Regions from separate parts of the Mus musculus genome. Here region 1 is linked to region 2. Evidence: chromatin contacts called from public Hi-C data. All regions are on one chromosome and are shown on one strand. The core of a region is the stretch at or near the end of the contact, and the rest is flanking DNA. Distances in the headings are between cores, read along the strand shown.

What was found. A called contact is a pair of places that touch in the nucleus more often than the background predicts.
Region 1: a Hi-C map of granulosa cells shows a contact between it and region 2, with 2.2 times the contacts expected there. The contact joins two enhancer-like sites. A contact is called at or near these places in 7 of 39 promoter capture datasets (the 3T3-L1 cell line, 3T3-L1-derived adipocytes, the C10 cell line and 4 more), 2 of 15 datasets of contacts at CTCF or cohesin (large pre-B cells and pro-B cells), 7 of 484 Hi-C or Micro-C datasets (B cells, CD4 T cells, Th17 cells and 4 more), 6 of 115 datasets of contacts at active chromatin or transcription factors (the 230-238 cell line, cardiomyocytes, double positive thymocytes and 3 more) and 2 of 9 other capture datasets (adipose tissue and liver).

Annotation. Positions count from the first base shown.
Region 1 is chr3:65,681,498-65,688,255 of GRCm38.p6, reverse strand. It overlaps Lekr1 (leucine, glutamate and lysine rich 1), which reads right to left. Exons shown (of 13, transcript NM_001166659.1): 3 at 4,150-4,364. Among named protein-coding and RNA genes, the nearest start is that of Lekr1, 19 kb to the right of the region's middle. Within about 2 kb of position 4,140, at least 2 of the 459 cell types and tissues checked have an H3K27ac peak or open chromatin away from gene starts, as enhancers often do. A contact at or near this core is called in granulosa cells, where this site is marked.
Region 2 is chr3:65,372,779-65,380,156 of GRCm38.p6, reverse strand. It overlaps Kcnab1 (potassium voltage-gated channel, shaker-related subfamily, beta member 1), which reads right to left. Exons shown (of 14, transcript NM_010597.5): 14 at 1,932-3,678. The coding sequence ends at 3,589. It overlaps Ssr3 (signal sequence receptor, gamma), which reads left to right. Exons shown (of 5, transcript NM_026155.3): 5 at 1-500. Among named protein-coding and RNA genes, the nearest start is that of Ssr3, 16 kb to the left of the region's middle. Within about 2 kb of position 5,241, at least 40 of the 459 cell types and tissues checked have an H3K27ac peak or open chromatin away from gene starts, as enhancers often do. A contact at or near this core is called in granulosa cells, where this site is marked.

The DNA.
Region 1 (6,758 bases), core at 2,891-5,390, 310 kb before region 2:
CCTCAAACTCACAGAGATTTGCCTGCCTCTGCCTCCCTAGTGCTGAGTGTTAGGACCAAAGTGGTCCTCTAAAATGGTAGCTGATAATGTCCTAAAGGATAGTCTGGGCTAAGCTCTGGACTCTGACCAGTAAACTGAAGGATTGCTCCCTAAACTCAGCATTCCTCGGAAATCTTGGAAAGGTGTTTTCTGTTTGTCAGGAAAACCCATTATTTCTGTTATCTGTTCCCTACTACCTCCAGCAAGTGGGCATCTAGCTCCCGACTAAAGCAAATAAGCTGCAACAAATCAAAGTCCTCCTGCTAGTCTCCAGGCTGTTCTGGCTCCCATACAACCAACACCACCATCACCACAGACACACACACACACACACACACACACCTCTGCCGCAGCATATCTCCTTAACACTGGCCAGGCTCCTGCTGTTCTTTGCAGCTGAGAGATAGCCTTAGCAGTTTAGTGCCCTGGTTTGGTAGTTTCACTGCATCCCCCACTTGCACTGGGATTAAAGGCATGGGCTACCATGTCCAGTATTAATTAATTATTTTTAGAATTTATGTATTATATTTATATGAGTACACTGTAGCTGTTTTTAGACATACCAGAAAAGAGCATCAGATCCTATTACATGAGCCACCATGTGGTTGCTGGGAATTGAACTCAGGACCTTTGGAAGAGCAGTTGGTGCTCTCAACCAATGAGCCATCTCTCCAGCCCTATATATTTATTTTTTAACTTTCAATTTAACTCTCATGGAAAGTTATGCTTTTACATTTACTATAGCATATATCTAAGTGATTATGCTCAGAAAGAGTACTTATAGCTATGATAACTTTTATATATTTAAAATATATAATAAAACATATTTTGTATATTTTTATGTATATACAAATTGTATATACATATATTTTGGTCCCCAACACCACATTAACTTATATATTATACAAAGGGTAAACATCCAAAATTTAGGAAATCCTGAAATATGCCAGATCAAAATGCTTTTTGCTAAAAATTTAAGTATAGCTTTTTATTAGTAAACATGTTTTTATTTACTGCACTAACAAATTAAAACCAGGCATGGGAAGCAGCAGGAAGACTGTGAGTTCAGAGTCATGCTTGGTGTACATAATGAAGCCAGCATGGGCTGTAGGAGACACTGTAAAACACACAGTTCTAGTTTGCTTTCTTCCTGTGGTGAAGACCATGACAAAAAGCAACTTGGGGGAGAAAAGGTTTTATTTGGGCTTACAGTCTATAGTTTAGTCCATTATGACAGGAGGACAGGAACGCAAGGCAGGAACCTGGAGGCAAGAACTGAAGCAGAGGCCATGAAGGCTACTCATGCTTACTGCTTGCTCAGCCTGCTTTCCTATACAAGGCAGGACCATCTGCTATGGGGTGGCACCACCCACTGTCCACTAAACTCTCCCTCATCAACCATCAGTCAAGAAACTGCCTAAGAGACTTGCCTAACAAACCATTCTGATGGGGACATCTCCTCAGTTTTAGTTCCCTTGTCTTCAAATTGACAAAACAAAACAAAAACAAACAAACAAAAACCACTAACCAATATAGAGGGGGAGATCACATTATTACCCCAACATGCAAAAGAAAGGAACAAATAGCACCCATTCAAGTGCAGTAATCGTTCTTGATTTAAACCTTTAAAAAGCAAAGAACAGAAGGATTTCTCACTTGATAAACAGAATTTTTGAAAATCTGTAGCCCAGGAACCCAGCAGACAAGCCCACACTGGGTGAGGAGGAAGACACATGCATCTGCGAGTTTAGCACTCGCCTGTACCAGTTCAGCGTAACGAAGGCAGAGGAAGGGGCAGGGAGGAAGAGTGATGAAATCAAAGGAAAGATCTCATTGGATATGATATGATGAGGTATTATGCATATTATATATCTTCAAGAAAACCAACTGCAAAACATACAGCTAATAAAACTAAGCAAGGGAGCTAGATATGTAATCAATGTATAAAAATTACTTGCATTCAGATATAGTAGATAGAACAAATCATGCAGAAAAATATCTCATTCCCCGATAGCAACAATAATTACACACAAATGTGTAAATATAAATTTTTATTGACAAGAATTAAACAAATGTATAAAAACCATAAAATTTTATTAAGAAGTTTTAAGAACAAATGAATAATTAGAGGGAAAATAGGAAGGTTTTTATAAAAATATCAAATCTGAAGATATCTAATTACTCTAAGAAAGTAAATGCAGCCCCAGTCTAAATCTTAACATAAAATCAGATAACTGATTCTAGAACTCTAGAAGACACACTACATTAAAAAGGGGAGACTTGTCCAGCAAAGTATCACAGTAAGGCTACCCTAAAGATAAAGCGTGGTGCTGAGTGACTGGGAGGCAGTGAGTCACTAGCACAAAACAGAAGGTCCAAATTAAACCAGAAATGTGTCAGCTGCATTTCCAATTAGGGGACAAAGGAGGACATATTTAATCAAAGATGTCAGGATAACCAAGCAGACATTTGGAAAACAAGAAAAAAACATGAAATTAAAAATCTACCTAACATCATATATAAAAATTCTCTGCAAATAGACCAAACAGCTAACTCTAAAGCAATTCTATAAAATAATACCATTTTCCTTTTTAAAACAAAACAAAAACAACCTTTTGTTGTTTTAAATTGTGATTTTTTTCTATTTTTCTTTCCAGTATTGGATATTTTCCTTATCAGATTTACATTTACACTTCTGATAGCAAAAATCTAATTTCTCTTAGTGATCTCTCTTCCTTTGTTATAAAGGTCTTCATAGAACTGATGGCCAAGGCTCTTTCCTTTCTCAGACTGCAGAGGTGGGGCTCAGGATGGCCACAAAACTCAAAAGAAACTATAATGAGACTCAGACTTGAAAAGAATAGAACAAGGAAAGAGTGGGGCGGAGGCATATTTACTGCAAAAGACTTAAAAAGATCTGTTTCCCATCCTTTACAAAGTCAGAGAACCTGAATTTTCCTTTATTTTAACAGGTAACCATCCCATGTTCTTCCTATGAACTCTTTTGTGTTGAGGCTGTGTATCATGACACAGACCTTGGCAGAATTTGGCACAGTGTGAAAATTTTAAAAATGAAAAACATCCAACAAAAATTATAAAACAAGGCAAAAATAATCAACCATGAGAAAACGTTAACACATATAAAGTGTAAGAACAGTATTATATTAGAAACTCCACAGATTGGAGATATAGCTACTTGGTAGAGTATTGCCTAGCATACACAGAGCCCTGGGTTTGTTTCCCCAGCACCAAATAAACCTGGTGTGGTGACACATGCCATCACTTGGAAGTAGAGCAGGAAATTCAGAAGTTCGAAATCATCCTTTGCTACATGGAAACACATGACCCAGTAGAAAACTGGATACTTGATGTGTGCAAGTAGTCATCGGAAGAAAGAACCAATCTCCACGGTTTTTAAAAAAGGCTATCTTCCATTAACAATATATATATATACTAAATATCCAGGAGGAAACTTTGTTTTCATGCACTAAAAAAAAAGGATATTGATGTTTAAAAGGTATAAAAGTTAGACAATTCCTAAATACTTCATCAAGCATAATTAATGCTGTCTTCCCAAAAGATATTTTGGTTTAATAATCATCAAAATTGTAAACTGGAATTTACTTTTGTTATTTTTGTTTCCAAGAACTTATTCTATGAAAAACATGTTCAAAGGCACGTAAGTATAAATAGTACCTATAATAATAAACAGAAATAGTATCAATATTGAAAAGTGAAATGATAAATAAATATGTAAAATAAACAAAAAACAAAAAACAAAAACCACTGCCCCAGAAAAGATCAAGGTGTGTGCATCAATGTACAATAATCCCAGCGCATACATGTAAGTGGCAAAGTCACAGGACACACTATTTTATTTATTGTTAAATAGCTATCAAAAGATACTAAGCCACAAATATAGCAGAAAGTTACTTATAATAAAGGTCAGCAAAGGCACAGCAAAGGATATAGAGAAATATATAGCTGGCCTGGAATTCTCAGCGCTTCTGCCCCAGGTCCGACTACTGGAATTTCAGGCATGTACCACCATGCCACCCAAATCTACTGTTTGCCTTGAAACTAAATAAGAGACAGGAAACATACTCCGACCTTGCCTTCTTGGACTCGCTGTCACTTTTATACTGTTCAAACTCCTGGCTAAGAGACTGCAGCTTTTCTTGAAGTTTCTTTTCACGTTCTACACTTCCTTGATAAAATTTCATTTCTTCTTGCACTGCTTTCAGTTTTTCTTCCATAGCCTTAAATTCATGAAGAATTAGATAGCTGACGCCACAGTATTTACAAACTGTTTCTTCAGGAGACATCTAGGAAACAGAACACATATTTATTGAAATTTATGTTTTTAATTGTGAAAGACAAAGTTCAACCAAAGTTGTTTTGCAAGCATGCTGTGGAGACAAAGGAATACACAGTCGGCTAGCCGCTGGGATAGTCACTATGACAGACACTGCCTATAGCTGGGTACACATTTTAAAACCAACACAAAATCTTGGAAAGAGAAAAGAGTTTCTCAAAGAAATGATTTCTCCGCAGTATAGCTAAGAATTATTTACCCTTGAAATATCTTTCACAAGATAAAACTAAAAATGTTGAGAGCATTTTTACACCTTTAGTTCTAAGTTCCGTCTCTAATGTCAAAGGAACCCATGGGCTTCTGCTGCCAACACTGACCATCTAGATCAGCACTTCTCAGCCTGTGGGTCATGACACCCTGGGGGTCAAATGACCCTTTCACAGCAGTGGCATAGATATCCCACATATCAGATATTTACATTGCAATTCATAACAATAGCAAAATTACAGCTATGAAGTAGCAATGAAAACAATTTTATGGTTGAGGGTCACCACAGCAAGAGGAACTGTGGTAAAGGGCCGCAGCATTAGGAAGGCTGAGAGCCACTGCTCTAGATACCTCTGACTTCTTCAGATCTTATTTCACTCATTTATAAAATTATGGTACTGAACCAAATGAACTCTATGCTCTTACTCAGCTTCAATGCTTCAATATTTAAAGATTTTTATAGAATTTAATATTCTGTCCAAACCTACAATAGGAAAAGCATTTTGAATTTACTCTCTTCTTCGTTTTATTCATATCATAGATTAAAACTGAGACTCCTGCAGTTCCATGGCCAGCTAAAAGGCGAGACTGTTAAAACTAAACCCAAGTCCTTTTAAAACGCTATACTTACGTATTTATGTGCCATAGTGTACTTACCTACCATGGGTATGTGGGTCCTCATATCCTTCAGACAAAGTGTGTGTGGCTCTGCTCAACATGAAGGCAGTGAAAAACAGGACAGGAAAAAGACCCTTTTTTTGTATTAAGAATAAGTAATCCTTGGTAGTCTATGTTTGATTGGCTTTTCATAAAGGAAAGAGACCTCCGGGACACCAAAGTGAAATTCTTAGATTATTCAATAAGGACTTTAAAAAATGTGACTCATCATGGCTTGGAATTTGGTGACTGGTCTACCATGGCCTCCAACCCACTATCCTTCTACCTATTGTCTCCAATACTAGGATTGAAGGCTACACACCACATGTGGGCAAAGTGTTTCTTCTTAAGAAACACTTTGCCTTAAGCCTTCCTTAATGTGTTAGACAGTGTCCCTGTAACTGTTATAGCACAAGGAGGTAGACACTGTCCCTGTAACTGTTATAGCACAAGGAGGTAGACACTGTCCCTGTAACTGCTATAGCACAAGGAGGTAGACAGTGTCCCTGTAACTGCTATAGCACAAGGAGGTAGACAGTGTCCCTGTAACTATGTTATAGCACATCTACTTATCAAACCCATTGCATAAGTGTCACTTGGAACAAGTGAGTAACAAATAAAAGTGTCTCACTTAAATGTTAACAATCTCGACTCAAAGGCCAGAATACAATGGGTGAATGATTATGTCAGTCCCCTGCCACTGATACTAAATATACAGATTTACAAACATAGGTTTCAAAGAAATCATAAATAATTTGCTTGTATGTTTCTTTGGGTTTATTCTGACTGAGACATATTGTTCAGCCTCTATCCTGACATCCCAAAGGATGAGAAACTCCCTTCCAATGCAGCCTATTCCACTCTCTGCCAGTTATGTCTCCTAGGAAACCCTCTCATGTTCACCCCATCACTCCCCACAACATCAACAATCCTCAGGAACCATACAAAACAGCCTGTCTCTCACACAGAGCTCATTCTAAGATCTGAAGACTGCATGTGTCTTCTAACAGATATCAGGAACATGCCATATTTCCTCTTCCTCAGACAACCACCTCCAGTTCCATCACACATAGCAAGCTTTCTAGTCTCCATCTCATCCTAGCGTGCTCTGAACTTGTCCTATGTGTTTCCTGCAGGATGGCTAGAACTGAATGGCTCAGTGTGGCCACTAATAGAGAACAGAACAAGAAAAGACTTAAGTATGCTTTTAGCCACAATATTACCAATACTTTCTAGTAGAGCCTAAGTCTGCAACACTCTTCCATATTTTAGCAATTTTATGTTATACTATCATGTTAATTAATGCCCATTTAATTTTGTACATGCTGCTATTTAGTAATATGACTTTGTCTACCCATCCTCCCTACCCATGGTTGACTGAAAGCCTCAAGTTAGATATTGGACACAGAAGAACCAACCTCTAGACAGGACTAAGCCAACAAGTTCTAAAAGTATTGAAGAGTTAGGCAGTTAGGTGTTC
Region 2 (7,378 bases), core at 3,992-6,491:
TGTTTTTAACTCTGAACATGTTCTCTAACTCTGTGCTACCACATTTCTGTGTGTGAAGTCATGCAGCCAGTGTATCAGCCCTTTGTACTTAGAAGTGTGGCCCCTCCTCTCTAGCCTCTTCTCCACCATTGAACATTGCACATAGGATTACGAAGTGTTCAGTAAGACAGTGAAATCTGTGGCAGGCAGAGTTTGTACCATAAAAAGACCCCATACATCACACCAGTAAAATAGGACATTCAGAGTGCTCACATTCTTTCCTTTCTCATATGTGTGATAGGTAGACTCTTAGTGTTAAGAATTTTTATTTCACGATTTACTCATTTATAACTTAATAGAAGTCTTGGATTAAATATACAACTTGTACTGTTTGATATATTGTTTTAATTTGGAAAGGATAATTTGAAGTTAACTGAAATGATGGAAGTGGAATTTATACTCTGCATTTTAAAAAAAGTCTTGTTATTAATAAGTATGATTAAACTTTGTTTTTAAAAATGTGTTTTGTTTTTCTGTAATTCTTTATGTGAACCATAAGAGTATTTATTACACACTTTATATTAGACCTCTTTCCTACACGTGTAAGTGCCCTGTTGAAGTCTCTGGCCAGATGTCTGAGACAGTGACAGGCGTAGCACAGTTACAGGAAGGAACAGTCCGTCCCTGCCCTAGTGTGCTGCTGTGTGCCTGCTGGGCCTTCCTACCAGGCATTATGTTAGGAAGGATTTGTATGAATGTACACGTGTGCATGTATGAAGAATACCAGCATATCGTTTATTTCCCACCTATTTTGAAGTCTTAGGGTAGTTAATAGGAGATTGGGCGGGTCTTTCATTTTATTTAATTTTAATTTTATATTATTGTGCGGGTAGATACTCGGACACATGCACAATAGCTGAGGTAGAGAAAATTGGGGTAGCAGGGCAAGTGTGTCATCATGTATACATGAAGATCAGAGACTATTTCGTGGAGTAGGTTGTCTCTAAAAACAACAACAACAACAACAACAACAAAAAAACCCTCATATAATTGAGTGTAAAAACAGCCCTATAAAGAAAAAAGTCTTTAAAGAGCTGTGGGCTAGCATACAGGGACTATGGGTTGTAATGAACTAGCAGTTTGGGTCAGTTTCTTTATCTGTCCTGACCTGAGTTCCTTGTTATGCAAGTAGTGGCTTTGCCACTTAGGTTCCTTGAAGCAGTGCTGTTGCTGTGTGCTTGAATGATATTTGGCAGTCTATGATGTTTCTATCAGTTCCTGAAGTAGGAATCCAGGCCCAGAGTTTGTAGTTTGTATTTGTCTTGCTTGAGACCAGTATGACTAGTTTTTTGCCATGGAGTTTTGAAGAGGAAATTAGTAAATGAAGCTTTTCTTCATAAGGGTAAAACTGAAATGCATTACTCAGTTTACCTTGGTAGATATGTCCAAATTGGCTGCTTCCACAGCTAACTAGTGTTGCCCATGTTTGGTTTAAATTTGCAGCTGCTTTCAAGAGGGTTTGAGAACCTTCAACTTTAGTGTGCAGTTTTCCAAAATCCACTGAAAGGAAAGGAGTTTGCAAAACATTTTTTAGTTTTCTTGTAAGTGCAGTCCAAGCTGGCCACAAACTTAAAACCCATCCCCCCAGTTTCTCAAGTGCTATGATTACAGGTGTGTGCCAGCACGCAAAGCTTGCAGCACAAATCTCGGTCTTTTTTTCTTTTTTGTTGGGATGGTGGTGGTTGAGAGAGTGTCTAACATATCTGAACTCTGGATCCTGTGCATTCTGTTTCCTCAGAGACGGGAGTTCCTTGTTTCAGCCTGTTTTTAGTCACTGTGACTTCTCTTAAGCATTCAGTGTAGTATAGCTTTCAGTATAATTTATTTAGGGGATTATTGTTTATTTCATGGTGACATTTTATTTGTATTTTATAATGAAAGACCCAAAAGATGTATTATGAGATTGCAGATGCCTTTATTACTCTAAGCAAATAAATTGATTTTTATTTAGACAGCACTCCACTCATTTATACGTACAGTAGTTCAGTGGATTACATTTACAGTGAATAGATGGAAAGTTAGCTCATCTCTATCATTATTCAGATATTCACGGGTGAAACTCCCAAGTTGCCTGCTGGAGGCTAGCTAGGTAGTCACAATCATATTTCTTGGTATCTTTCACTGATAGTTTAAGATTTAGAACTTAACCATGTGGTACATATCCGAAAATGATTTTAAGTTCGTATATTTCTTGTGTAAATCTTAAAGTGATGGAGAACTTGCTAACTAGATGAAGTAGAATGTTGCCCATCTATAGTTAGACAAATAAGAGTTAGAAAATGACCCCACCTTTACAGAAAACAAAACAACAACAAAAACCCCTTGTGTCTTATCCGTATTTACAGATAGCCACACAGTATATATAGTTTTACAGTTTTTCTCAAGTGGGATACAGTGAGGGGAATTAGCCCGTAGAGGCAGAGCTAAGTGTATCTCAGATTCTGAGTGCAAAGCTAGGCCCCTTTATTCCATGCAAAGAGCTTTCATGCATATGGTGTAGGGTGTGATACAATTCGAACCAGGAGCTTCTTGAATATTTTGCTTTTTCTTTGGGCAAGTTAAGTCATCTAGCATGTGCCGAGGAATGAGAAAAAAAATGTTTTTTTGTCTTTTTCTTAACATCGCCTATGATTTGTTTTCATGTTAATAACTTCAGAAAATTCCAAGCATTATATGATAATGTCCCAATGGTAAATTGAACACTTGCCTTTCTGGGTATTTATAGGTTTAATTACAAAACTGAACATGTATGTATTTTTAAAGTCAAATATTTAGCCTCAACAGAAGTTGTGCCTACAAGCAATTGAAAGTAAATGTAGGCTTTAATAGAAAGTAAAAAATGAACACTTAACATTTTATTTAAAGCTGTTTCCATAACATTGTGACCTTTTTATAAATCAGCATTATGTATCTATTATGTATCTTGGGATAGTCATGCCTTTATAACTATGCAAATGGATATGTTAGAACCCTGAGAGACACCCCAGTTAAATTGTACAGGGCCAGGCAACAATATAACTTTAGAGATAGTGAAAGCAAATATCTAGAAATTTTATTTGAATATCAGGTGACATAAAACTTGCTAGTGTGAATATGAAATATGGGGGGAAAAATCTAGTTCAGTTTGTTCTCCCGAGCAAGACTAAAGAGTGAGGATATCCTGTTTCCTATGCAGGTCATATACTGTATCTTGTGAAATTTGTTCTTTTGAAAAAAATATATATGTACAGCCTTCTTCTGAAGATAATAGATTCCCCTACCCCAGCATTCTTTCCATTGCAAAAACATGAGGTACACAGACCAGTGCCAGGGTAGGGGACCAGTCCAAGATAAGAAAATAGAATGGATTTTCTGGCTTGTGAATTTTCAGATGTGTTCAGAATTCAGGGTGCACAGTGGTAGCAACAGCAGAAACCTCAGAGAATCCTGGGACACTAGAGGTTGAGCAGCAAACTGCTAAGTGATTGAAAAGAGTGGCTGGTAAGGCCGTTCTGCACTGCCTACCCATCATGACTTTACCCATGCAGCTTAAGTGGCTCATGCATTGCCTTATGATCTATAGTCCTTTTTGCTGTAGGGCTTGTTGCGCAGTATGTTATCAATCTCGTTCACCACGTGAGATGTCATCTTAGGGAGGACCTGAGGGTAGGGGAGAAGCACAGAGGGTTAGGGTTGCGCATTTGTCTTGTGGAGTCCACATTAAGCAGTCATTTATACTTGCGATATGTTTGCAAGCCATAGCTGAAATGAAGATCCACTACCCCATGCCCCACAATGGATAAGCTTCAAGTCAGGGATTGTGTTTGTTGACTAAAGAAATGAAGACATGGGGCTGGAGAGATGGCTCAGCGGTTAAGAGCACTGACTGTTCTTCCAAAGGTCTTGAGTTCAATTCCCAGCAACCGTGTGGTGGCTCACAACCATCTGTAATGGGATCTGATGACCTCTTCTGGTGTGTCTGAAGACAGCTATGATGTACTCATATAAATGAAATAAATCCTTTATAAAAACATATGTATTTAAAAAAAAAGGACTAAAGTCTCATGAATACAGAGTAGCTTAATCTGGTAGAATTTCAGTGTAAGCAATTTATGTTTTAATTTTTCTAGCAGGTAATAATGCTGTCTTTAAAATAATAGAATTAGTACATTTTATTACATTGTAGTCAGCCAACACATTTTTACTTAGTATCACTTTAATGTGAAAATTAGTATAGAAAATTAAGGTACTTTTGAGGGTAGTACTAAGTCCTTCAAGTCCTATGAATATACACTTAAGTACCACACTCGGGTGCACGCACACACACACACGCACACTCACGTTTGGAAGGGCCATCATTCGTGTATTCAGATAGTCGCATGTGGCTGGAAGCTGCGGCAGTGGTTAGCACTGCAGCAGTGGTTAGACTGGGAATGGACCTTCCAGCTGCTGCTTAGAACTGGTAAAGGATGTTTGCAGCTTAATAGGCCTCCCAGATAGATGGAACAGCACGCACATGAACAGTGAAGTGGATACCAAGGACAGACTAGTGGAGATGGTAGGGATAAGGGAACAGAAGCTGGAACGTGTAAGGGAGCTTGGGTGCCACTTTATAAGAATGAAAACACCATTCTCCAGGCTGTTGTGAAACCTAAGGCAGTGGTTCTCACCTTTCTAATGCTGTATCCCTTTGCTCTAATTCATGCTGTGACCCCCAACCATAACATTATTTTTTTTTTTACTACTTCAAAACTAATTTTGCTGTTCTGAATCATAATGTAAATATCTGATATATAGGGCATCTGATATGTCACCCCTTTGGGTGTCGTGACCCACAGGTTGAGAACTGCTGCTCCAAGGACTTGCTTTCCCCCATCAGATACCAGGGAAAAGTTGAAGGATGAGTTGGAGGAGCCTGAAAGGTATCTGATAGTCAAAGTCAAAGTCTGAGAGACAGTGAGGGAGACTTAGCAAGGCTAGTGATAGTGGAATGGGAAAGGGGAACTGGGGGTGGGATCAGTGTGAAGTAGGATGTGTTGTGTGCATGTGGAGCATTGTGTAGAGCTGACTTGGGTAGAATCTGCTGCTCATTCAGGGCTAGTGTTATACCATGAGACAAGGGACAAAGACCTGCTTTCTCTCTGGAATAGTCTGACCCTGTGTAGACAGACTGGTGAGATGCAATTAGGATGACCAGTTCTGAGGTTTGGGCCTCGCCCTTTGCTGCAGCCCTACTGGCCGAGGTGACCTTGTCTCCAGGGCTGCCCTTAGCAGCCTGTGGGTTTGGCAAAATAGTGCAGCTCCTGTGTCTGGGAAACTTGTGGTTCTGGTTATTGGTTTTTTTTTGTTTTTTTTCTACCTGAAGTCAAAGGAGGCGTTTTGTTTCCCATTAGCTCTGTAGTCTCAGGTTCTAAATAGCTAAAGTTACTTGGAGACTTCTGAGACTGGAGTTCAAAAACTGGGTTTGGTGGAAGAGAAATCCAGTGGACTAGCCATGTGAAATGAAAAAAGAGTCACTGTCAAAATACCTATCAGCTAGACACAGTGAAAACATAAAACTACTTGAGTAAAATATGAAATTGCAGTGTGTGTAGTATTAAAGGACCAGTGTCTTTTAAAGGAGCCATACTTTCAGAATTTTATGTGAAATCACTTCTAAAAAAACGCAGCAGGTACTTTACAATATTTTAAGCTGTTGTGCAGATTTAATGAGATTGTTCCAGTTGTACAACCTTATTGTATTGCCTACAGGACTTGGTGGTGTAAGGGGAGGTTTGGCTAGGAATGTTTTTCTGGGGCTGAGGGTCATCAGGGCCTCCAGGACTGAGTTCTTTGAGGATGATGGAGGATTTTTGCAAGTTGGGTGGTGATTACGGTGGTGATTACTGTAGAGATAGAACATGGACCACTGCTAATTTGCATGTGTGTGTGTGTGTGGGGTGGGGTGAGGGGGGGTTTGTCCTGAAGTATTCCTAGTGGCTAGAGATTAGAATCCTGATTGGGGGGAAGTGTGGGGGGAGGGGAGGGGAGGGAGGGAGAGAGAGAGAGAGAGACAAAGAGACAAAGACACAGAGACAGCGTACATGTGCATACAAGAATGTGTACACACCCGTGGCATAGGCATTTTTCATTGCTCATACTTCCACAGTCCTTGAGACCTTTCCGTTCTTTATGGTAGCCAGCATTCCACACTTTCTGTACATTTGCGGCCAATTCCAACAAGTGTTTGGCCTCTCTAGATACCTAGTGTACTTTTCACCACATCCAGGGCTTCTGTCACACCATGTCTAGACTGTTCTGTGCTGCTGCTTGGGGTGAAGGAGAAGGGAAGTTTGGTAAGGCCTTGTGCTAGCAGTGAGGCTGTCTGGGTAACAGCCCTGTCCTTTGTCTTCTGAGAATAGAAATTCCATCCTGCTGCCAGCCAGAGCCTTGCTAGGGAGGGACTGCTTTGGGAGTTAAAGTATCCTTTCCTCGCTGCCCAGGAGGCTCCTGCAGCTCTAACAGCTTAGACCCAGGGTGCTGCTTCATTTCTGCCCCTGGCATGACTTCCCCTGGGATTGAGGATCATAGTGCTAGCATGATAGGAATCCTGCATTTCTCTTCCTGCCAGGATTTTTATCTGTTCTTCCCAGATCTGCAGATCCATCCACTCTACCTCCATTGCCTAGGTGATGACTACACCTGCATCCTGCTTTCCTTGGGGCAGCCTTAGGAATTCCGGGACATTCAAATAGAAGCATGTCTGTCCTCTACATTTTGTAAAGGATTCCTCACCTATAAGGAGAAGGATAGTCTGGCATAAGCCATGTACCCTCTTGACGAGGTCCTTTGTACTGCTCTTTCTTGTTCCTAAAATGTACTTCAAGGTTTCTTTATGCTATGGCAAGGCATACAATCCAAACTCAGAATAAACATCTTATAGGGAGGGGGCTTTTGCAAAGTTATGTCAAGTAGACCCACCTTTCTCAGTTGCTCTCTAGTGTAACAATCTGTTTGCTTAATAACTCATGATCTGAAATTTTGTTCATTTTTATTAGTCCCCTAGTAGAATGTAAGCTTGTTAAAGACTGGACAGTATCTTGTGTCCTGTGGTGGTGTTGTCAGTATCTGGTACATCGTGAGCTTTCAGAGGCCAGCTTTTTTAAAGCATAGGTTTCTTAATTCACTCTTTCCACCAGCAGTTTTAGGACAGGATCTTGCTCATCACAGTAACCCAACTGTCTCCTTGGTGCCAGATGCAGGAAGTATTCCAAACACGAGTGAAATTGAAACTTTTATATTGAACTTAAGTTCTTCTGGGTACAAACTGTGTCCTTTCCCCATCCTCATTGTGTAATCTTGTTTTCCCAGTGCATAACAG